2 separate regions of the Sus scrofa genome follow, and region 1 is linked to region 2. The links are chromatin contacts, called in public HiChIP or PLAC-seq maps. All regions are on one chromosome and are shown on one strand. The core of a region is the stretch at or near the end of the contact, and the rest is flanking DNA. Distances in the headings are between cores, read along the strand shown. Region 1 has its middle 13 kb from the start of CPT1A. Region 2 holds the start of IGHMBP2 (DNA-binding protein SMUBP-2).

Region 1 (5,717 bases), core at 1,177-3,676, 42 kb after region 2:
CATCAGCCAATCGGTCGCTGCCGGCGTCGGGTGCACTCGGCCTCGTCTGCAGCCCTCCCGCCCCAGGCGCCCGCTCGCTGCTCGCTCAGTCCGCAGCTGCCGTCGCCGCCGCTGCCGCTGCCGCTTCTGCTGCCGCCGCTGCCGCCGCCGCCGCACCTCCGTCCGTCGACTCGGTAGGGCCGGGCCGAGGGAGGGCGGGCGCCCCGCTTGGGCTGCGGCGGGGCGCAAGGCGGGGGGCGGATGGGGACTACTGGGACCCGGACTGAGGGAGTGGGTAGGGACCGCCGCCTGTGCCGCGACGCGGCCAAGGGACAGGGGTTTCGTAGAGAGCCCGAAACCGGAGCGGGGCGAGATTCCCCATCCCCTGCAGTGGACTGGATCTGGGGGTCCGCTCCGGGGTCGGTCTGCATGAGGGCATGTCCTGCACCGCTGCGGGAGGGATGCTCAACCCTTCGGACTTAGCAGGACGCCTCCGGCCTGGGACATTAGGGCCACCGGCTCCCTTTCCCTTCGCATCTCACCCGCACTTCCCAGGAATGGGTTGATTGGGTCTGGGGGTCCGTGCGGGACCGTGCGGGAGCCGGAGGGATGCGGCAAACGGGAGGGATGCTCAGCCCTCTGGACCTGGTTGGGCGCCGCCAATCCTCTCTTGTTCCTGCTCCATTCACCCCATCCGGGAGGGCCGCCCTGGGGTCTCAGGCGGGTCCCAAGCGGGAGCCGCAGGGACGCTCAGGACTCAGCCGAGCGTCGCCGACCCCCTCTCTGCGCCCGCCCCTGCAGTGCTGCCGTCGGGACACGCCCTTGGCCCTGGGACTCCCCGCGCCCTGCGACCCTCCTCCCTGGATGCTAAGGGGGGGCGCCGGACCTGAGTTCCCACTTGCGAATGCCCTCCACCCCTGCGTGCGGCGCGGAGTCTAGGGCAGGTGGGCGCACGCGGTCTACCCAAGGTCGAGAGGAGCGGGGGAGCTGCCTCGCGGGAGGTGGGAGGGTGTGTGTGGGGGGGGCATCACGTGACTTGGCCAGAGAGCCCGGACGGCGCGGTCAAGGGAGGCTGTGCACCCCGGGCACCAGACCTCTTCTCGGGCTGCCCCTAATCCTAACGCCCTGTGTGAGCCGACAGTCGGTTCCTTTCGTTTTGTTTGGAGAGACCGTGGGTCAGCGTCTTTCTAATGTAAATCGGTGCCTGGCCTTCAGTGAAACGAAGGGAACAAAGATGACCTTACTTTTTGAACTCCCGAGGGTTAAAAATCGCGAGTAATCAGGTTGAGTACAGAACGAACTTAATATTCCCAGCTCGCAACTGCTTTCGGTTCCTCTATACTCCATGTGATATCAAAATAATTGAAGGGCAGATTTGGGTAGGAAACTGGTAACTTTGTAAGTTACCGAATAAAATGAAAATCAGCTTAACCTTTTGAAACGTGTCTATTTTGTGACACCACTTTCTTACACAAGCGTCCGGTTTCTGGTCATCCCACATATTCAAGCATGCTTATGTCCTTCTAAACCACAAACCAAATGAATAAAAGATGGCCGAACTAGGTCTCTTTTTTTTTTTTTCTTTTATGCCAGCAAGCATCACCCTCCTTTCCAAATTATTTAAGGTGACTCGTAGTGAGTGTGGCTTAGTATGAGGACATTGATGCTGAGGATAATGCCTCTTGTGGCAGGGAGGGAGTGTTTAGCTCTAAGTCATCTGGGACGGGCGGGTCAGACAGTAGCTGAATGCAGCATTCACGGATAGAGTTTGGGGTGGTTCGGCCTCTCCGTGCCCAGGGGCTCCTTTTCACATGTCAACGACCGGTTCCCATCCAAAGATGTGTTGCTAGACCTGATCTTGCACATTGAACGCCAACTGAACAGTTGCTGGCATCAGAAAAAGGGCCATCTGAAGGCGTGCACATACTTGGTATCAGAGTGGCAGAAACTGGCGTCATGCACGGGCCAACATAACCTTTCAAGTTTGTACTGAAAACAAGCGGCCAAACCCAGAAATTAAGGGAATAAACCTGGTGTCGCTGCCGCCCTTGGCCCCGGCCCCAGCCCAGTGGTCACCGAGCGGTCATGCCTGGGTCTCCGGGGAGTCCTGGGGCGAAGGCCTGGGCTTACGCAAACCTGGCTGCGCGCGCCCATTCATGGAAACACCGTTAATTTTCCCTTGGGTTTCGCAGCGAGCCCCTTCCGGAGGCGCTCTGGGCTCGCGGGGCGCAATGCGCCGTTTTGGGTGGGGGTCGGCGTCGGGTGCACTAAGCTCAACTGTCCCCAAGGTTGACCACGCAGGGCCCGGCCTTCCCACCGAGAGGCGCTGCATTTCGCCCGCTGCCGCCGGGGTGGCAGCGCTGGCGAGGCGCGCCAGCTCGCTCCGGAAGGTCTCTCTGGGCTTGGCCGGGGAAACAGGATCTGAGCGCCCGGGACGCGCCAAGCCGGGGGCGGGGCTCTCGGTAACCTTTCCCCTACTTTTCTCAGCCGTCACGTGACGCCCGCGGGGGAGGGGAGGGGCGCGCCGACCGCAGTTGCTGGCGCTGCCGGTGCGGACGCGTTCCAGGCGAGCTATTAAAGGCACAGCCTGAGGTCTAAAGGCGGTGGGAAGGTGGGAGGCGGAAACGCGCGCCCGCTCGGCCCCGGGCTGGTTCTGCACTTTGATCCGGTGCATTTTTCCCTTTGTTGGAAAAAATGTTTAGTCACTGTGCATGGTTATTATTGGCAGACCAGACAGTTCTCTTGCTGGTGGAGCCTGCACTTTGAATTCCGGAAAGATTGCTGCTTTTTTTTTTTTTTTTTTTTTTTTTTTGGTCTTTTTAGGGCCGCACCCGCAGTATATGGAGGTTCCCAGGCTAGAGTGTGCAATCGGAGCTGTAGCCGCCGGCCTACACCACATCCACAGCAAGGCCAGATCCGAGGTGTGTGTGTCTGACCTACACCACAGCTCATGGCAATGCCGGATCCTTAACCCGCTGATCGAGGCCGGGGATCCAACCTGTGTCCTCATAGCTGCTGGTCAGATTCGTTTCCGATGAGGCACGACGGGACCTCAGAAAGACTGCTGCTTTTAAGAATAAAATTGTTCAAGCTGGAGATATTTCAAGTGCGTCTCAGAGAGCCTTTCTCGAAGCTTCTACTTTCTTTGAATGGCTTGAGCCGGTCTGAAGCTTTTCCTGCAAGGACTCTTCTGTTTTGAAAACAAGTACTACTACTAGCACACGGGGAAACAGGACTCCAGGGCAGAGCTGGCCACCTCCCTCCAAGCCCTTTCCAGAAGTCTCCGCTATTAAGTTTCTTTGAGGAGGCAGAATAGTCTGGGTTGTACAGGGAATTTTTTTTTTTTTTTTCTAGAAACCTGCTACTTGACCCAAGTCAGGAATATTTTCTGCTTGATTCCTGATGTTCTGTTACCTTTTGTGGCCTTTACCTCTTACCCCAAGCAAATATTAGGAGGTTGACGTCTTGTTCACGCTGCATTCCCAGCAGGCCCTGGGCCAAGGCCAGACTGACCTTTTGGGGTGAGGTGGCTGGGAACCTCAGTTCTGAGAATGACCTTTCCTTTTTGTTATGTGTGGGCTGGTCTCATGTCCAGGAATGTTTGGGGAAGTTAATAATTGAAAGCAGTTGTGCTGCTGAGTGAGCCGTGCCTCTCCGGGGTACAGTAGGGTGATGGCCACCCCCGAGGGTTGGAGAATAGAGCCGTCGCTGCTCAGCTCGCAAAGGGCTGTCGCTGATTGTGGGACACCGAGTTCTCTAGATAGAAAGGAAAGAAATCTTCCATGCCTTGCCCCCCCCCCCATCCCAGGAACCTGAGGGTCTTCCTGGATTCTCTCCAAGCTGCTACTATCCCCCTATGACTTCTGTTTCCTAAATGGCTTTTTTTTTTTTTTTTTTGTCTTTTCTAGGGCTGCTCCCTCGGCGTATGGAGGTTCCCAGGCTAGGGGTCCAATCGGAGCTACAGCTGCCAGCCTGCACCACAGCCACAGCAATGCCAGATCCGAGCCGCGTCTGCAACCTTCACCACAGCTCATGGCAACCTGGATCCTTCACCCATTGAGCAAGGCCAGGGATCGAACCCGCAACCTCATGGTTCCTAGTCGGATTCCTTAACCACTGAGCCGTGACAGGAACTCCCCTAAATGGCTCTTGAACTTGCTTTTCTCCTGGGTGTTGTGAGCTGGAGCAGGCCTTCAGACACTTGTTGAATGCTTGAGCCCCTTTCTGCCCTGAATGGCGGCAGCCTCCCCGTGTGGTGAGGGTCCTTCCGGGGAGGGGAAGTTGTCGTGGGAAGAAAGCGACGGGCAGGTGAAGCCATTGTCTGCCACCTTGTTACTGTGCTCAGGGCCTCCTGGACTTGAGACCCACCAGCCCGTTGAGGGGTCAGGGACCCCCTCCTCCCACCGGTTAGACTGGCTGCCTCTGGGTCTCACGTCTCTTGACCCCCAGCACACACACAGAATTCCGCGTGTTGTGTCGTGATACCCTAATGTGGAATGAGTTCCTTGGGGATGGGCTGTTGAGTTCCTAAGGGGTTAATTGCCTTTCTTTAGAACTAACCCCCATTTAAAAAGCAATACACGCTTGTATTAAAAGCAAACATAAGTTCTCATTGTGGCTCAGCCGTAACAAACCTGACTAGTAACCAACCATGAGGACACGGGCTCCATCCCTGGCCCTGCTCAGTGTGTCTAGGATCCGGTGTTACCATGAGCTGTGGTGTAGGCTGATGGCTACAGCGCCGGTGATTTAAGCCGTAGCCTGGGTACTTCTGTATGCTGCAGGTGTGGCCCTAAAAAGCCAAAAAAAAAAAAAGGCAGGCAGAAAATAAACCTTGCCTTGGAGTTCCCTGGTGGCTCAGCTGGTTAAGGATCTGGCATTGTCACTGCTGTGGGTCTGGTTAATGCTGTGGCGTGGGTTTGATCATTGGCCCAGGAACTTTGGCATGCTGAAGGTGTGGTCAAAAAAAAAAAAAGATCCTTACATCAAAATAACCAAGAAGTTGCCACATACTGTGACTCAGACTTTGCGTTTTGTGAAATAATTCTTCATTTATAAAATTGTACGTGTCACCGATTTTCCCAAGTGTCAGGTTAATTCAGGAAGTTTTGGTTTCTTGCTGTTTTCACGAGCACACGCTGTTGTGCAGAGGGCGGTACAGTGATGATGCTGACAGTTAAATGTCAAGGACTCCGAACACTTCGGGGAAGGGGGAGTGACACGAGGACATCTCAAGGAAACCCACGTTCCTGGAGGAGGCTGGCAGCTTGTGGCTGCAGTTAGGAAGGTGCAAAGAGCCTGTTCCTGCTTCGGAGATCTGATGTGGGATCAAGCCTGACGCTTGCTCTCCTTCAGTTGATGTGACGCATGGGTAACGTGCTGCTTCTTTTTTTTTTTTCCCTTGTCTCTCGAGGGCCACACCCGAGGCACATGGAAGTTCCTGGGCGAGGGGTCCAATCGGAGCTGCAGCTGCCGACCTACACCGCAGCCACAGCAAGGCCAGATCCCCGATCCACTGAGCGAGGCCAGGGATGGAACCCGCATCCTCATGGATACTCGTCGGATTTGTTTCCGCTGTGCCACCATGGGAATTCCCTAACGTGCATACTTTATGTGCCAGGAAACATCGCACAGATGGTGATGACAGCACACACGTGTGTGTATCACATCTAAGAGGCCGAGCTGGCATTTGAACCAGTATCTGGGTTCTCCAAAGCTTATGCCCCCTCCCTTTAACT
Region 2 (6,266 bases), core at 941-3,440:
AGTGAACACCTAGGTTGAAAGCGCACAGACCTGACGTAAAGCTGTTACTGGGAAGCACAGCTGCCGACGCGCACCTCCTGGGCTCGAAGGTGACCAGCAGCCGCCCGTAGAGCCCGGTCCGCTGGCTGGAGACCTGCAGCTTCAGCAAACAGACGCCTCGGCTCTGGAGTTCTTTCAGAGAGACGTTTTCCTGCCAGGACCTAGGAGACACCCGATGCTGAAACATCAGTATTTATACGTTATTTTACTTCCAACCGTGCAGAAGGAACAGAGGGTGGTCTGTGCATGGGCACCAAATATGACCAGGAAGACGCCAAACCCACCCCCTCTCACACCTGCTCCTCCTATAGCCCTTCTCCCAGTGTCCCCAGACAGAACCTTGCTCACCGCCTCTCCTCTCACTCCCCAAATCCCAGGTCCTGTGTGTCCCTGAGTCCGACCAGGCCTCTGGTTTGTATCCTGAATCCTCCTCTGTCTCCCACCATCACCGCCACAGCCCTGGTGCAAGCCTACCTCGCTGACCATCTGGACTAAACTGAGCCTAACTGTCTTACCTCTCAGTTCTCCCCAGCCGGTCACCAGTGGGTACCATCCAAGGGAGCCTCCGAAAATGCAAATCTCTTTACCTCCCTGACCTGCTTAAGGGCCCGGAGGCCCATCCTCCGCACAAGAACAGAACAGGAGCTTCTCCGCAAGACGCTTCGCCATCTGAGCCCGTCCATCTTCCCGCGGCACTTACTCTGCACTCGTGACTGTCCTGAGCACTTGACTTTCAGGGCCCGGAACTCCCACCTCACTCTTCTGCTCTGCTGTGAGGACCACCTCATTTTGTGCATGAGACACCGAAAGCTGCAAAGTCACTCAGCCCAAACCGATGGAGCCGAGATCCTTCTGAGGCCGACAGGACTGCAAACACTCCTCACCCTCAAGACCAAAAAGCTCTAAAAGGAACCCTGTCCACTCGTGCGGTGCAAGGGTTGAGTTCGAAATCTGGAATCAGCCTGCCTGAACCTCAAATCCTGTCTCTTCCTGTGTTCCCCTGGGCAAATGACTCAACCCCTCTGTCTCAGTCTCCTTCGACAAAAAACGGGAATCACGGGAATCTACCGCGCGGAGTTGACATGAGGTTTCAAGTCCGTCCGGTGCTTTCACAGCCCTCGGTAAAGTTCCAGTCCTACAGAAACAAGCCCAGCTCTCTCACAGCTCCCTCCCTGGCCTGCAGGGCTGCCGGCTCTCCCCACATCTCTTGCAGGAATCTCCTCCCCTGCTTCCACTGTAACCCCTATTTTTCTGCAGGCCATGCTCAGAGACCACCTCCTCCAGGAAGCCGACCCCGAACTAAAGCTCCCCAGGGGCAGCTGTTCTTCCTCCCGCTCTCGATGCGCCCGTCCCCTGCACGCACAGCGCCAGCATGCGTCACGCTGGAAGGGAACTGTTTACGCTCCCATCTGCGCCTTCCGCTCATCCCCCGGCTCCAGGTGACCATACCAACGTCTCCATCTCGCTCTGGGCCTGGCACAGAACAGGCGCCAGCGTTTACAGAGAAGACAATTAAGGACGAGGGCTGAGAACACGCTGGGGAAGAAAGTGGGGAGAGAGGCCGGGCCTCCGAGGCAAAGTTCAGTGAGGGTGTCAGGTGGAGAACAAACGCTTCCTAAGGGTCCCCCAGACGGAACGGGCTGCCCCGGGAGGTGAAGAGGCCTCCACCCCGGAGGCGGCCGAGCCCCTTCGCAGCCGCGGTCGGGGTTCCAGGGATCCAGAGAGCAAATCCCGGCCAGGCCGAGCCTCCGGAGGCTCAGCCCGGGGTCGGAGCGAGGCGGGGATGGGGGAACCTACGGACCGACTCCGAGAAGCCCAGGCCGCGGCTGTACCTGCGCTCCTCGACCTCCGCGCTCCTCTCGAGCTCCAGCAGGTCCAACTGCTTGATCACGAAGCTCTCCACCGCCGCCGAGGCCATGGCGCCGCCCGGCCCGGGCCGAAGCCGACGAGGTACAGCTGTTGCGCGGGGCGGTGCTTCCGGTCGGGCCCGGTGCGTCGACGCACCAGGTTCGAGCCGCTTCCGCTTCCGCTCTCGGCCGAGGCTGCAGAAAGATGGCGGCGGCCGTGGCGGCCTCCGTCCTGCAGGGCACCTTCGGACGGCTGGTGTCTGCTTACAGCCGCAGCGTTCTGAGGACATCCAGGCCCGGGACAGGTGAGACTAGGGTTACAGGATGGCGGGAGGTGGCGGGAAGAGGCGGGACGAGCCCGGCGCCCCGCCGTCCCTCCTCACGTGTGTCTGTGTCCGACCCGATGCTTCTGTGTTGATTGCTTTTTTTGATGCAGTGACCATAGGCGGGCTTTGGAGTCGGGGACATCTGGGTTCAGATCCTGGTTCCTTTAGTTAGTAGCTTAAATACTGACGATAACTGTCCCATTTCCATACAGGCTCTGTTTTGTTGAGGGGAGCAAATTGAGCTCAGAGTGGTCAGGTAACTTACCCAGGGTCACACAGCAAGGGGGTGGCAGGCCGGAACCAGAAAGCTCGGTCCGGGTCCGAAGCCTGTGCTGTAACCATTACCCCCAGGCTGTGAACCACTCTGAACCTCTGTCCTCATCTGGAAAAAGGCGATACAAGCTCTTGCCTAATGGTAACCAATTCAGCACAAGCAACAGCTGAGTTTTAGGCGGTGGGTTGTCATGAAGCTCAAAAAGATAATGTTCATGAGAAACGCTATAGACCTCTGCCGCAGCCACTGCGGAAATGGTTGGAGTGTCTATTTATGTAAGGGAGTGATTAGGTATATTTTTTATCGGATCTATGTGTCTATTTGATAAATAATTGTTCCCATTTTTAGATGTGATAGGATGTTGTTGTTATGTCTTTGTCTTGTTTTATTTTGTTCTTTTTAGGGCCGTACCTGCGGCACATGGAGGTTCCCAGGCTAGGGGTTGAATCCGAGCTGCAGCTGCCGGCCTACACCACAGCCACAGCAACCTCTGATCCAAGCAGTATCTGCGACCTACACCGCAGCTCATGGCAACACCGGATCCTTAACCCTCTGAGTGAGGCCAGGGGTGGAACCGCAACCTCATGGTTCCTAGTCGGATTCGTTTCCACTGAGTCACGATGGGAACTCCAAGATTCAATTTTAAATAGGATGATTGGGGAAGTCCTCTCTACTGAGATGGTGTTTGAATGGAGACCCAAAAGAAATAGGGAATTAGTCTGGGGGATACCCAGGGTGGGGGCGTCCAGGGGAAGAGCAGTCAAGGCAGAGCCCCTTGTGCCTCGCATGTTCCGGGAGGAGCCAGAGCGGCAGGTGTGGTGTGAACCAGAGGGGCTGAGAGAGACAGAGGGGATCGCACTGCCCCCGCCCCACAGTCACCGCAAGGACTTTGGCTTTTTCTCTGAATGAAACAGGACGCTCTTGGAGAGTTTCGCTGAATAGTGGCACGATCTGGCCTCAGCCGTAACAGGATTGCTCTAGCTCCTGTGTGGAGAAGGGTGTTAGTCACGGTCCAGGTGAGAGGTGGTGGTGGCTTGGATCTGTTGAGGAGAGGCAAGCATTTGCTGATGGGTTGGCTGAAGGGTGTGAGAGAGAAGGGCCATAAGTGCCTGAGATTTGGGGCCTGAGCAACCAGAAGGATGCGTGGCCATTATGTGAGGTGGGGAGCGTGTGGGCATGGGGGTGGGATCAGGAGCCTTTGTTACGTTTTGTGGCACCAACTGGACGTGGCACTTGTCCCTCCAAGTCCGGGCAGCAGGTATGACTTGAGAGTCACCAGCATATCGGCGGTAATTGACTAGATGCAGTCACCAGAGGAATGGCCATGAGAAGAGGTGAGGTCCGAGGCCTAAACCGCAGGCAGACACGCCAGGTTAGGGCAGGAGGAGAAAGCAGCCCCAGGGGCCAGGAGTTGGGAACAGCTGCTGATGAGCCAGCTTTGAAAGGTGAATGTTGGATTCTGGCTCAGTGGAGACAAACCCAACTAGTATCCATGAGGAGGCAGGTTCGATCCCTGGCCTCGTTAGTGGGTTAGGAATCCCGCCTTGAGCTTTGGTGTAGGTCACAGATGCAGCTCAGATCTGGCGTTGCTGTGGCCGTGGTGTAGGCCAGTGGTTGCAGCTCCTCTTGGACCCCTGGCCTGGGAACTTCCATATGCCTAGGGTGTGGCCCTAAAAAGCCAAAAAAAAAAAATAATAATAACAATAACTCTTGTGGTATCTAAATTATAGCTCAATTGAAAAAAAAACAACAGGAGTTCCCGTCGTGGCTCAGTGGTTAACGAATCCGACTAGGAACCATGAGGTTGTGGGTTCGATCCCTGGCCTTGCTCAGTGGGTTAAGGATCTGGCGTTGCCATGAGCTGTGGTGTAGGTTGCCGACGCGGCTCGGATCCCGTTGCTGTGGCTCTGGTGTAGGCCCGTGGCTACAGCTCCGATTGGACCCCTAGCCTGGGAATCTCCATATGCCGAGGGAGCAGCCCTAGAAAAGGCAAAAAGACCAAAAAAAAAAAAAAAAAAACAGCAACAATAGTCACTAAGAAATCTGGCCTCTACTTTTTGCCCCTAAGTACTCTGCATTTTATTTCTGAGCCTTTCTCAGCGTACTGTGGGTGCCTTGGGGTTTTAGTTATCTACTGCTGTGCATCAAATTACCCCCAAACCTGGCGGCTTAAGATAACTACCGTGTACTGATCACACCTTCTCTTCCGGTCAGGGTGCAGGGGCCACTCAGCCGGGTGGTTCTGGCTGCAGATCTCTCATTAGATCCAAGTCGGGCTGTCAGCAGGGGCTGCCGAATCGGTGTCCAAGTTCCCTCCCTGGGCTTTTGGCAGGAGGCCTCCCTTCCCCGCCCGGTGGGCCTCTCCAAGGGCTCCTCACAGCCTGGCGGCCCTGCAGCAGAGAAGAGAGGGCGCCCAGGACGCAGTGGCACTCTTCTAAAACTCTCCTTGAAGAGCCAGCCGTCACTTCTGCCACATGCTCTTGGTCACAGAAACCAGCTCCATGGGGGGGTGGTGAGGCTACCAGGAGGTGGGCTCATCAGGGCCACCCCAGAGGCACCAAACAGGGTCTGAGCTTAGTGGGCACCTGGTCACGGAATGCGTTAGCGGGTAGGTGGTTCCATTTTAGGCCTATTTATTTATTTCTTTTGCCTTATCAGGGCCGCACCTGTGGCACATGGAGGTTCCCAGGCTAGGGGTCGAATCGGAGCTGTAGCCGCTGGCCTGCACCATAGCCACACAGGATCTGAGCTGCATCTGTGACCTACACACAGCTCATGGCAATGCCGGATCCTTCCTTAACCCACTGAGTGAGGCCAGGGATCGAACCTGTGTCCTCTCGGGTGCTGGTCAGATTCGCTTCCGCTGCGCCACGACGGGAACTCCATCCCTGGGCCCCTTCAGGTGCTGTGGTGACCGCATCCTGACGCTCCCAGTAATAACCAGTCCCTGGAAGTGATGCTCTCTGCTGTGTCGCCTAGAGGCTTCTGTGGACACATGTCGAGGTGGGGTTTACATCAGGAGCCGGTCCCGGCGGCGCCGGGCAGCCGCGCGGTGAAGGGCCGGCCACGCTTCGTGTTGGTGACCATGTGTGTTTCTCTTGTTCCCTCAGCTCCCCCGTGGTCTGCTCCTCGGAGGCTCAGTTCGCAGCACACGTCGTCTCTTCGCGGGTAATGTCAGATGTGGCCTTCGCGGGCTCTTCCTTCCTCTCTTCTTTATGCCAGAACTTTAACTTTTGAATTTTCAAGAATATTTACAATTTTTTGTTTAATTGTCTGTTTGGTTAATGCCGCACCTGCAGCATGTGGAGGTTCCCAGGCTGGGGGTCGCATTGGAGCTGCAGCTGCCGGCCGACACCACAGCCACAGCCACAGCCACGCCAGATCTGAGCCGCGTCTGCGACCTACACCACAGCTCATGGCACCACCAGATCCTTAACCCACTGAGCAAGGCCAGGGATCGAACCCACATCCTCATGGATACTAGTCAGATTTGTTTCTGCAGAGCCACGATGGGAACTCCTCTTTTAACTTTTTGACAGCATTTTTCTCAGACCCTTGACCTACAGAAATACAGACATAACCTCAAGCGTCAAAGACAGAATCGTTCTGGACCTTGCATAGCTGCGTGTTTTAAGGAAAAGCTTTTAACTCCCAGATGGGGGTGGAGGGAGAATGGATGAATGGCAGAGCCCAGAGGATTTTTAGAGCTGAACTGCTCTGATGGCTGCGTACCGTCATACAAATGCTCAAATCCACAGAACGTACAGCACTAAGAGTGAA

What was found. HiChIP or PLAC-seq counts read pairs in DNA pulled down with a chosen protein or histone mark.
Region 1: an H3K27ac HiChIP or PLAC-seq map of skeletal muscle shows a contact between it and region 2. The contact joins the enhancer-like site here to the promoter of IGHMBP2 in region 2. A contact is called at or near these places in 8 of 47 Hi-C or Micro-C datasets (embryonic fibroblasts, liver, mesenteric adipose tissue and 2 more) and 1 of 2 datasets of contacts at active chromatin or transcription factors (skeletal muscle).

The regions. Positions count from the first base shown.
Region 1 is chr2:4,234,670-4,240,386 of Sscrofa11.1, forward strand. No RefSeq gene overlaps it. Among named protein-coding and RNA genes, the nearest start is that of CPT1A, 13 kb to the right of the region's middle. Within about 2 kb of position 2,427, at least 71 of the 83 cell types and tissues checked have an H3K27ac peak or open chromatin away from gene starts, as enhancers often do. A contact at or near this core is called in embryonic fibroblasts, liver, mesenteric adipose tissue and 2 more, where this site is marked.
Region 2 is chr2:4,192,509-4,198,774 of Sscrofa11.1, forward strand. It overlaps IGHMBP2 (DNA-binding protein SMUBP-2), which reads right to left and starts at 2,191. Exons shown (of 19, transcript XM_021082692.1): 1 at 1,872-2,191; 2 at 31-200. The coding sequence starts at 2,176.